Linked DNA regions of Muntiacus reevesi: region 1 is linked to region 2. The links are chromatin contacts, called in public Hi-C maps. All regions are on one chromosome and are shown on one strand. The core of a region is the stretch at or near the end of the contact, and the rest is flanking DNA. Distances in the headings are between cores, read along the strand shown. Region 1 holds the start of SLU7 (SLU7 homolog, splicing factor). Region 2 holds the start of PWWP2A (PWWP domain containing 2A).

What was found. A called contact is a pair of places that touch in the nucleus more often than the background predicts.
Region 1: a contact with region 2 is called in a Hi-C map of muscle, with 5 times the contacts expected there. The contact joins the promoter of SLU7 here to the promoter of PWWP2A in region 2. A contact is called at or near these places in 2 of 3 Hi-C or Micro-C datasets (blood and muscle).

What each region holds. Positions count from the first base shown.
Region 1 is chr1:249,196,293-249,202,485 of mMunRee1.1, reverse strand. SLU7 (SLU7 homolog, splicing factor) reads left to right here and starts at 4,632. Exons shown (of 16, transcript XM_065919036.1): 1 at 4,632-4,744. It overlaps PTTG1 (PTTG1 regulator of sister chromatid separation, securin), which reads right to left and starts at 869. Exons shown (of 6, transcript XM_065936411.1): 1 at 803-869; 2 at 229-329. The coding sequence starts at 319.
Region 2 is chr1:248,893,710-248,900,045 of mMunRee1.1, reverse strand. PWWP2A (PWWP domain containing 2A) reads left to right here and starts at 4,737. Exons shown (of 4, transcript XM_065919021.1): 1 at 4,737-5,391. The coding sequence starts at 4,817.

The sequences.
Region 1 (6,193 bases), core at 3,383-5,882, 300 kb before region 2:
GAAGGGCATGGCGACCCACGCCAGTATTCTTGCCTGGAGAAGTCCATGGACAGAAGAGCCTGCCCGGCTACACAGTCCACAGGGCCGCAAAAAGTCGGAGACGACTGAAGCGACTTAGCACGGACGACTCCAACTGCCCACAAAGTATATTTGGGCCTCCCCCAGCTCCAAGCACACCCACCACTGATTCACAATACCTGTGTACCTGAGAGCCGCCTGTATACTTACAAGGTGCAGACCCCAGCTTCAGCCCTTCCTTAGGAGCCACATGGATGCCTGGTTCTCCATTTTCCTTATCAACATAGATCAGAGTAGCCATTCTGGATCAACTAGAGGTGTGAAACACTCATTAAACCTTGGGAGTTAGGAAGATGAAAGAAGCTAAAGTGTAGCACTGACCCAACTTTCTACCCTGGGGACGTCTACGCAAAAACAGGAGCTAAGCAGAGGTAGAAGCCGGATCTTGAGCCAACAAGCATTTAATCCAGTTCTTAAATCTTGACGCCTGCGTCAGGGGCCTTAAGTTCCTGAAAAGCTGGCGGTCTGGGACTGGCACAGGCCCTGGTACTCATTGGAACCAAACTGACGTGGGTCGCACACGCAGCTCAAGACCGTGGCTCAAGCCAGGTGAGCGCGTCTGACGTTCCAGGAAAGTCCCAGCCCCCAAACCCCAGGCCCCGGCTCCCAGACACCCGGACCCCGGTTCCCAGGACCCAGAGCCCCCACACATAAAGCCTACTCCCGCTTCCTACGCCGCTGGACCGTGCCCGACTAACCACTCGGTACCGCTCGGTTCACCCACGTTCGGAGTAACAGCCAAACTCTCTCAAGACACGGCTCCAGCGGCCGCGCCAGACTCCGCGTTTAAACCACAACTTACGTCCCTATTGGTTCATCCATCCAGGAGGCGGGACAGGGGCGGGGCGGAGGCTCCGGAAGAACCAATGGGAGGAACGTACGCTCCCTGGGCTCCGCCCTGAAAGCTTTTCCCCGCAAGTTCGTCGTTTGTTCCCCGGGAGGAAAAAAAATCAAACCCGCTCACAACTTGGTCGTGGATGTCTATTAATGGTTGTTTTTAAATCTCCCCCCCAGAGAGATAGAGGAGAGTAAATACGGTCTTTAATTCCAAGAAAGTTATTATTAATGTTATAACAAGATACAGAGTTGGCTTTTGCAATTTTCTGTTTTTTTCCTGAGACACTTTGATGTGTCCAAAGTCAAAGTCATTTGACTTTGGACAATACAGTCCATGGAATTCTCCAGGCCAGGATAGCCTTTCCCTTCTCCAGGAGATATTCCCAAACCAGGGATCGAACCAAGGTGTCCCTCGTTTTGAATTGATTCCTTTATCTTGTTTGATATATTTCCATTTACCATAGAAGGGCTTCCCTTGAGGCTCAGCTGGTAAAGAATCCGCCTGCAATGCAAGAGACCTGGGTTCGGTCCCTGGGTTGGGAAATCCCCTGGAGGACGGAAAGGCTACCCACTTCAGTATTCTGACCTGGAGAATTCCATGGACTATAGGGTCGCAAAGAGTCAGACACGACTGAGCGACTTTCACTTTCACTTTACCATAGAAAGGGCTTCCCTTGTGGCTCCAGCTGGTAAAGAGTCCACCTGCAATGCGGGACACCTGGGTTCCATCCCTGGATTGGGAAGATCCCCTGGAGAAGAAAAAAGCTACCCACTCCAGTATTCTGGCCTGGAGAATTCCATGGACTATCCATGGGGTTGCAAAGAGTTGGACAGGACCGAGCCACTATCACTTCACTTCGCCATAGAAAGAAAAAGGTCATCAACTTTTTAAACCACAATTTCATTGTGCTTTAATTTCATTGCAGGTGGATTTACCAGCTGAGCCACAAGGGAAACCCTTCTATGGTAAATGGAAATATATTAAACAATATAAAGGAATCAATTCAAAAGACCAAGGATGATCTGTGTCATCTAAACTCTACTCCCAACAGGTCACCAAATACTTTTTAACTTAGCGGGTAAGTTGGGAGGGAGGAGTTAAGCCTACATTACTCTTTCACAAAAGCCTTAGCACTACCTGGCATAGATATGGTTCGAAATATATGCCAGTTCATTGTCCCTTCTTCCCTGGCATTTCAGGGCCAAAACATTGAATGACTCATTCATTCAATAAATATTTATTAAACGTTAGTCACTGTGCTAGACATCAAGAAGAAAAGAGGGGGAGAAAGTGTGTATGTTTTTACTCTTTCCATATCCTCTTTTATCCCTAGTTTACTAGTTCAGTTCAGTCACTGAGCCGTGTCCGACCCTTTGCGACCCCATGGACTGCAGTATGCCAGGTTTCCCTATCACCAACGCCCAGAGCTTGCTCAAACTCATGTCCATTGAGTCAGTGATGCCATCCAACCATCTGTCAAACACTTCTCCTCCTGCCTTCAACCTTTCCCAGCATCAGGATCTTTTTCAGTGAGTCAGTTCTTCGAATCAGGTGGCCAAATACTGGAGCTTCAGCTTCAGCATCAGTCTTTCCAATGAATATTCAGGACTGATTTCCTTTAGGATGGACTGGTTTGATCTCCTTGCTGTCCAAGGGACTCTCAAGAGTCTTCTCCAACACCACAGTTCAAAAGCATCAGTTCTTCAGCACTCAGCTTTGTTTATGGTCCAACTCTCACATCCATACATGACTACTGGAAAAACCATAGCTTTGACTAGACAGACCTTTGTAACCCTCCCATTATTTCCTCCCTATATCTCCTTCTAAGTGCCTCAGCTCTGAATTACATCATTAGCACACAAAAATATTCATATTGAAACCAAGTCTGCACAACACTGTCAAAAAATTTCAATCAAGTAAATTTGAAGATCTAATTGGTTTTATTAAATGACTCAAGAATCAGAAGGCCTCCCACTGAGCAATCAGAAGGGTGCTCCAAGGGGTTGTACAAACAGAAGTTTTTAGAGGAAAAACGGTGGGGCATGGGAGCTATTAGTAAAATTTAAAAAAAAGGATTATTTATAGGCCAGAATCTCCTTGGAGGGAAGAAAAGAAGGAACAGCAAGGTTTTCACAGCTAATTGCCTCTTCTTCCACTGAGAGGCAGGGTGGGGGTGAGGAGATAATGGAAAGGGGCCATGTGCCAGATTACTTCTTCAGTAATGACCAGGAAATTCCCAACTGGTTCATTGGATTACATTTCTGGTGATTGAATTTTGAAGTTGTGATTAAGTTAGTTATTAAATATAAATTTTGTATCAAGGGCTTTAGCACAAGTGAAGCCATTTTGGGCCTGTGGCTTTTCTCTTTAACAGCACCTACAGCTTCCAAGTGGGAATTTTTTATCTCCTGAGGTTTTTGGATGCAAAGTTTCTGTCTCCCTAGGTTAAGTCTGCCCTCCTACAACAGGAAGCACTGTTTCCCAAGGTAACTGTAAAATGCCACAACCAATACTTCTGTTTTCTTACTAATGATGCCCCAAACTCACTTTGCTCTGCCCTGGACTGTTACTGGAGATATCCAATTGCTAAACTACCCTCACCTCACAACCGCACCAAGATCCTAATTGATCCCAGTTTATCAAACAGCCTGATTCCTGCTTCCTCAGACCCTCCTCAGAATACTCCAGGAGGGAATCTGAACCTTACAAAAAGTTCTTCCCTCTTGTCCAGCACGTTCCATAATTCCACTGGGAGATGTGTTCCCTGACTTGTGCCTGGTAGTTTTAACTAAACGGACATTAACACTTTCAAACAAATTTCAGGAATTGTATTAAAGAGATACAAATTAAGTATGAGTGATTGATAGACTACTCACTTTCAGACTATTTTCTGACAACTTCCATTCCTTCAACTTTTGCCCTGTAAAATCAAAATGAATATTTACATTCCTATGCTCTATGCACTAAAATTTCTTAATAAGAGTATGATGAGATTCTTTTAGAGGCAAGGATGTCATTTTGACATCTGAAAGGAGCACATATTGTTTTGAAAAATAAAACATTACCAAAACCGATAGGATTTAAAGGGGGGAGGGAGGAAACTGTACTCCAAAATTATTATTTTCCAGTATTTTATTTCCTATTCTTCTTTAAAGGAAGGTTGAGCTATCTATGACATTGTTTTTCCACAATGGAAATCGTTTTACAGTATTTTTTTCCTAATGGTAAAATACAGTATCAACATCAGGGGTGAGGTGTCACAATTGCTGAATTGCCCTATGTCTTCAAAGTACCTAGTACACCCTTCATAGCGGCTTTCTAGAACTGTAAATTACTTAAATAATTCAGTATTTCTCACTCTATATGATGTAAATTCGAGAAGAGGAAGACAATTTTGTGTTTACCTTGTCCCTAACGTGTTACACTACCTGGCTACTAATTAATACTGATTTTAACTGTTTTAACTTCACGCACCTCGTAGCGCTCTAGCGATGCTTACGCTATTGTCTGTTCTCCGTATGAAATTTGTTTTGTTTTATTTTACGTCGTAATACTCGTCGAGTCTAAGAGTTGAAAACTACGGAGCAGAAAAGCACCTCCTCAAACCTAACCCATTCTACTGACCTACTGTAGAGCTAAAGAAAAAGCTCGAGATCTCGCGAGACCAGTTTCGCTTTGGCCCCCCGCCCTGAGGCCCAAGTGCGCATGTGTGGGTCGCCCGGAAAGTGCTGCAGTGGCTGCCGGGAGAGAGAGGAAGTCAGGAAGTAAACATTGGCGATCGTCTTCATTCTTGTCGAACTGTACCAGGGTCAGCAGCGTTGGGACCGGGTAAGGAAATCTTGTGAGAACTTGGAACGAGGAGGAGAGTGAAGGTGGAGAACTCGGGGAAGAGGGCCAGAGGCTCCTAATTCTTAGGAATATCCTCACGGGATTGATGAACGCCCGGTTGAGAAGGGAACGGGGACCGAGAACCAAGGAAGCAGCTGTCCTAGGCCTCAGTAGTGGTATTTGTGCCCAGTCAGACCAGGACTGTGTCTTTAGTGGTTTTTAAAGTAAGAATTAAAAAAAAAAAAATTAAAAAGAAAAAGTAAGAATTATAAGGTGCTGTTGGAGCTGAACTGTGCTTGTAGTTCTTAAGCGCTTGAAATGTTGACCAATCTAAATAGATGTAAAATCCGTATCAGATTTTAAAGAATTGATTTATTTTTTCCTGTGTTGAAATGAAAATGTGTTGGTAATTAGGCAAAATATTGCAAAAAACGAATTTTATCTGTTTCCTTTTGCTTTTTTAATATGCTTACGGAATATTTAAAATGACATATAGGTCTGGTGGTATATTTCTCTTGGACAGCGTTTCATTTGAGGGTTTTCAGCTTGGGTAGTGGGACATGATATGACCAAATCTGTGTTTGAAAAAATAACACTGCAGTGTGGTGAACTGATTGGCAGAAAGCAGAAGAGACTAGTAGGGAAAAGTAATACACTCAGGTTATTGATAGAAGTAGATGAATTCGAGTGATATTCAGAAAATGAAAATAACAGTACTTCATGATGAAATAGGTATGGGAATTAGCTGGAACACTTCTGAAAAGGAATGGATAGTGGTATCTTTCATCAAGAGAGGGAACAGTGGAAGAAGATTAGATTTCATAGAGAAGATTATGAATTTGAATTAAGACTAGTTGAGTTCAGATTTCTTTGAGACATCTAAGTGGAGGTACTTTGAAGTAAGCAATTGGACTGTGTTTATCTGAAGCTCAGAAAAAAGATCTGAAGTAGAGAAATAAATTGGAGAGCCAGCAGTTGTATATCGTGGCTATTGAAACCTTGGAAATAGATGAACTTGTCCTCTGGTGGAGTTTAAAGTGATGAAGGAAGCCTAGAATTGAGCCTTGAGGAGTCCAAAACTAAGTAACTGGGCAGAAGTGGAAGAACTTACGAAGGATACAGGAGGAGCAGTGATAGGGGTACAAAAAAACCCATGGGAATATGATGTCATATCAGCCAAAGGATAAGAATATATCAAAAGAAAAGGGGGAGAAATAGAACTGAACAATGTCCAGAGGACTTACCACATTGCTAACTTAGAGGTATCTTTGGAGCGGGAAGGGGAATGATTGAGAAGGGCAGCAGATAATGTGGAAATAGAGATAATGAATATAGGTGATCTTAAATCATCCGGTTTTTAAGAGGAACAGAGATAGGACCCTGTGTACTCATTAAGGATTAATGTGGTAGAAAAGTTTGAGACACATACGTAGAGAGGAAATCAGGAAT
Region 2 (6,336 bases), core at 3,488-5,987:
GACTGGACTTCCCAGGTGGCACAGTGGTAAAGAATCTACCTGCCAGTGCAGGAGATATAGGTTCAACCCCTGGGTTGTGAAGATCCCCTGGACTAGATAATGGCAACCCACTCCAGTATTTTTGCTTGGAACATTCCATGGACAGAGGAGCCTGGTGGGCTAGAATCCAGAGGGTTAAAAAAAAAAAAAAACAATCCAGAGGGTTGCAAAAAGTCAGATATGACTGAGCACTAAGTCACTAAAACAAGGCCCTTATGAAAAGAGACTAATGCCTGTATGAAAGAGGCCCAAAAAAGCATTCTTGCCTCCTCCTGCCAGTGAGCATACAACAAGAATTATGCAAGCTGAAAGAGGGCCCTCACTGAACTGTCCTGGCACCTTGATCTTGTATTTCTAGCCTGCAGACCTATAAGAAACAACTTTCTGTTGTTTATAAGTCACCCTGTCACTAGTGGCATAAACAGAACAATCTTTCAACCATTCATCAAAACCTCTCTCAATTCAGCAACAAATGCCATGTGGCTATCCATTCTATAGGGGCTTCCCTCATAGCTCAGTTGGTAAAGAATCTGCCTGCAATGCAGGAGACCCTGGTTCGATTCCTGGGTTGGGAAGATCCCCTGGAGAAGGGATAGGCTACCCACTCCAGTGTTCTTGGGCTTTCCTTGTGGTTCAGCTGGCAAAGAATCCACCTGCAATGTGGGAGACCTGGGTTCGATCCCTGGGTTGGGAAGATCTCCTAGAGAAGGGAAAGGCTACTCACTTCAGTATTCTGGCCTGGAGAATTCCATGGACTATACAGTCCATGGGGTCACAAAGACTCAGACACGACTAAGCGACTTTCACTTTCACTTTATCCATCCTAAAAGTACCAAGGGCCTCCTCTATGCTGACCCTATGCCAGGAGAAGGCTGAAGGCAGTGCAGACTAGGATAGAGCAGCACATGTAAAAGCTGAATTCCCAGTAGATCTGGAAACCCCTGAGGGCATATCCTTGGTTTTGTATTTGAAGTACATAAAATAATGACTGCTGTTTTCCTTTCCAGCCTTATTTCACTAACTTATCTTCTTGCCTATTCCTCTTCAACCACATTGAATGAGAGAGATTTCTCGCTCATTAGGGTTGACTTCTGTGACTTCATGGACTCTAGCCCACCAGGCTCCTCTCTCCATGGGATTCTCCAGGCAAGAAGACTGGAGTGGGTTGCCATTCCCTTCTCCAGGGGATCTTCCTGACCCGGGGATCGGACCAGGGTCTCCTGCATTGCAGGTGGACTCTTTACCATTTGAACCACCACGGAGGTCACACTGGTCTCCCTGTTTCTGGAGTGAACCAAGCCCTCTTTTGTCACAGGACTCGAGCAATTGCTGTTCCTTTTGACCCACATGTTCCTTCAGCAATGTCAACAGCTGGCTTCTCCTTGTCCTTTTTAAATATATTTATTTACTTAGCTCCGTTGAGTCTTAGTTGTGGTATATGGGATCTAGTTTCCTGACCAGGGACTGAACTCAGGCCCCCTACATTAGGAGTATGGAGTCCCAGCCACTGGATCACCAGGAAAGTCCCTGGCTCCTTCTTAATCCTTTGCATTTTGGTTAAAATGTCTTGTCCTCAGAGAGGTCTTTTCTGACCACCTTATCTAAAAGAGACACTCTCTGCCCTTCCTCTAGCTATTCCCTATCACCTCACCCTGTTTATTTCTTGTATGGTATTGCTCACAATTTGTAAATCATGTTATTTATTCATTGCTTATTTTCTAGCTCCCTAACTAGAAAAATAAGTCCCAGGATGCTTACATGTTCTTTCTGCATGCCTTCTGACTGCTAGCCTGGTAACTGACATATAGTGTATGCATGCTCAGTTGCTCAGTCATGTCCAACTCTTTGTGACCCCACAGACTGTAGCCTGCCATGCTCCTCTGTCCATGGGATTTTTCCAGGCAAGAATACTGGAGCGGGTTGCCATTCCCTTCTCCTGGGCATCTTCCCAACTCTGGGAACCAACCCGGGTCTCCTGCATTGTAGGTGGATTCTTTACCACTGAGCCACTTGGGAATCCCCAACTGACATGTAGTAGGCCTTGAATGTTTATTTGTTGAAGAAATGGATGAAAGATCTCCCCAGTATTAGAAAGCCTGAAGAGCAGGGGAGAACAGACCCCGAAAGATAAAATAGGAACAGAGAGAGCCTTGAAGGACAAGCAGAAGAGGCTAGGAAGCCAGTAGAGACTCTTGAGTTGCAGGCTGAAAATGGTGACTTAGAAGGGTTACTTGGTATGCCACTACCTGCTATAAATCCTTAATTTAAAGGATTTACTGCAGCATCTTGCAGTGAATTACTGCAAGAGGTAATCACATCCTAGGACCTGAACTGTATTTTTCTTCCTGTGGGATATTATGCAATGTGGGAACTCAGTGTGGGTCTCCAAGTTTCATAGAAATATATGTTATGTTTAACTGATTATTTTGAAATATAGAAAAGCAATCATAGTAAAAAACTCTGTAAGGTGGGATCCATGACTATTTCCTGCAAAAGATCTAGCCTGCAGGAGACAGATTATTTGTTCAATGAATGAGTGAAACAATCATGCTCTTGGAAGGGCCTGAGTTCTCTAGGATCTGTTGCTAGCCATCTGTGTGATGGCTAAGAAGACCTGTAACCTGACTAGGGATCGGTTTCCTCACCTGTAGAACAGGGAGAAGGTTTAACTCACAGGGTTTTAAATGAGAGCTTATGGGGAAAATCTCTGGTACAGAGTGGATCAGTACATTTATTTCCTTCTGTTACTTTGGAGATGCTGAACCTGCCCTGACTGGGATTTCCTACTTGCCTTTCCCAAGAGCTCTAGGGCCTTAAATAGGGCATATGGCAATATTTCTTTCCCATTTTCAGTGCTTTCAATGTAAAACTGCAGGTTTTTTTAAAAATTGAAATATAGTTGGTTGATATATATATTAATTTTAGGTGTATAGTAAAGTGATTCACTCATATATTCTTTATCAGGTTATTTTCCATTATAGGTTATTATAAACTATTGACTATAGTTTTCTGTGCTATATAGTAGGTCCTTGTTGTTTATTTTATATATAGTAGTGTGTATTTATTAATCCCAAACTCCTAATGTATCTACCCCCCAGCCCCCCTCCAAGAAACACACAAAGCCTTCGAATTCTGACTCTGCAATTTACTATCTGAGCGACCTTGGGCACCCTTTTTGTGCCTCAGTTTCTTTATTTGTAAAACAGGTATAATAACAGTTGGGCTTCCCTGGTGGTACGGTGGTAAAGAATCTGCCTGCAATGCAGGAGATGTGGCAGGAGCCATGGTTCCATCCCTGGGTTGGGAAGCTCCCCTGCAGGAAATGGCAACCCATTCCAGTATTCTTGCCTGGGAAATCCTATGGACAGAGGAGCCTGGTGCACTTACATGGGGTGGAAAGAGAGTTGGATACAACTTAGCAACTAAACAACATTAACAGTATCTGCCTTATAGGAGTATTTTAAGGATTACATGAGGTGTTATACTAAGTGCTTGTACTAGTGCCTGGCACATAGGTGATGCTTAGTAAGTATTGGATGTGATGAGTCTTTAGGATTCCCTTTTTCACTCCTAATTTTGGTAACCTTTCTCCCTTTCCTCCTGTAGGCATTCTCAGTGCCTACCATCTCTTCTGGAGAAAAGGCTCACTCTGAGGTACACTTGGAGAGAAATGGGTTCAGTAGAGTCTTCCAAACAAACCAATCAAGAAACTTAAAGTGGCAATAGACAAGTAGAGGCATTAGGACACTGAAGAGAGGGGCCTTTTGCACCTGTAGCATACACGAGGCAACGATAAAGGCTGAAGCAAGAAACCAGGTGCGACCACTTTCCAGTGAATTTGGGTTGAAAAACTGCTGTTCATGTGGAAGTCCAGCAGTGCCTCAGAACTAGTCTCTGAAACATTCATCAGCTTAATCCAGTGTGCCGAGTATTCTTCCTGTTTTCATTAGCATTTTCCTACTTTGAAAAAAGTAGGTGCATTGTTCCTAGAAAGTGGAGAGTACTCAAAGAGACACTGCTTGTGTGGGAGCTGAAGCGGCTGCCATGAGGTTATGGAGAATGTCTTTCACATCTATCCCTAGCATTAGCACAGTGCCTAGCATAGTAGGAGCTCAAAAAGTGTTTGTAGAATTATCTTCAAACTTTAGTTGTCCTTCCCAAAGAAGCTTCTCTTGCCCACACGCGGCCGCAAGCAGGTCCGCTCCTAGAAATAACATTTATTCTAAGGACCTCTGCGCAGAGATTCTTGGGAAGCGGTTCCCCTCCCTCATCACCTCGTTACTCCTCCCCTCTGTAGCCTTTGAAAGAACAGGCACGCCACGTGATTCCCTCCTTTATCCCACCTCCGAAAAAAACCTGGTTGATAATGGGCAGGAGCGTAGGCCAACCATAAGACTCTACTTTCTCTTCCATCCAATAGAAAGAGGCGATAGGTACAAGGCTCGGCTTTTGTGACTTCCCCCGCCCCCTTTGAGCCCGCCCCCCCACTTCTCCTCTAAGATTCGACATTTGACAACTCGTCTGGCCAATGAGAAGTTCCTACTCTGCATGAGAAGGCTGGACCGATTGAATGATAGACGTCCCCACCTGACCAATGAAATGTCACAAGTGCGGGAGGGGTGTAGGACAGGACCAATGGCGCGGTGCCAATAACGAGCATCGGGTAAGGGCGGGACAAAACTGTTTGCTGGAGGGAGGGGAAGGCCTAGGGAACCAAGCAGCGCTGCCGCCGCCGCCGCTACAACCCGAGTTGGAGGAGGGAGAAGCCAGGAAGAAAATGGCGGCCGTGGCTGCAGAGGCGGCAGCGACTGCAGCGTCCCCCGGGGAGGGGGGCGCCGGCGAGGCCGAGCCGGAGATGGAGCCCATCCCCGGCAGCGAGGCCGGCACTGACCCCCTCCCGGTCACGGCCACTGAAGCATCTGTGCCGGACGGCGAGGCTGACGGGCAGCAGTCCTCTCCTCAGGCCGACGAACCGCCGCCGCCACCGCCGCCGGGGGAGCTCGCCCGCAGCCCGGAGGCGGCGGGGCTGGAGCTGGAGCCTGAGGAGAAGCTGCCCGCTCGAGTAGTGGAGCCGGCGACAGCCGCGCCTCAGGAAGGGCCCAGCTTGCCACCTTCTCCTGCACCGCCGCCGGAGGAGCCCCCGGCTCCCGAGGAGCGCCAGGAACCGCCGCTGCCCCAGCCAGCAGCTCCGGCTCTCGTGCCGCCGGCAGGCGGGGACTCCGCGGTGTCGCAACTGATCCCCGGCTCGGAGGTGCGGGTCACGCTGGACCACATCATTGAGGACGCGCTCGTCGTGTCGTTCCGCCTCGGGGAGAAGCTCTTCTCCGGGGTCCTCATGGATTTGTCCAAAAGGTACCGTGCCCGCCCCCAGCAGCCCCCCGGGACGTCCCGGCCCGCTCGGTCCCGGGGGAGGGAGCGAGCCCGGGCTGCCCCTCTACACCGGGCTCCCGCCTCTCAGGCGCCCCGCCGCCTGCGCCGCCCTCGGGTACCGCGCGGCGCGTGGCGCGCGCTCTGAGTGGGGCCGGCGCGCGGGGCCGCGAAGGGCCGATCCCTACCCCAGGTGGGCGCCTGGAGGCAGGTGTGCCGCCAGGTGGGAGGCGCGAGTGCTTGAGGGGCTCCCGGGTCTCACCCCCCATCCCGCCCCCAGTCCCAGCCTTCTTTCACGCCTGACACTGGCTCACCCACACCGAGTCGGGTGGGTTAATGCAAAACGCAGAAGGATTTTCGCAGAGTACGGGGTACAGGGTGGGGGACATTGCTGCGTTCTGAAATTAACCTTTAATGAGGTTGGAGAAAGGGGTGTGTGCATTGGGGTTCCGGAAAGGTTAACTGTCACTCCTTATAAAGGGAAGAGCATTTATTCAAAATGAGCCATTTGATTGTTATTCTTAATGTTAGAACTCATTCCCCCTATATAACTGTTCAATACGGAAGCACATTGGGTAATTATGATAAATTTTAAGAGAAGTTTAAAGAAGAGATGGGATTTTCGTTATTGTTTAACTTTTAATATCAAGATGATGTGGTATAAAAGTGTTCAAACACTAACTTCTAAAACTGTGGATACAATTTGAATGGTTGAGTTCCCCATAAACCTCTTTAGCACATTTTCATTTTTTACATTAAGTTGTTTTGGGGCTTTGGTTTAGACAGGTGAAGATACTGTGTTCTGAGTCTAGAATTAAGTTAACCTTTTTATTCTCTTCTTTTGCAGATATGAAGTGCAGAGACTCCCATTCATAGCTCTCCATTCTGTTTCCTGCAACAGCACACACTCTGATGGTATCTCACCTGTTT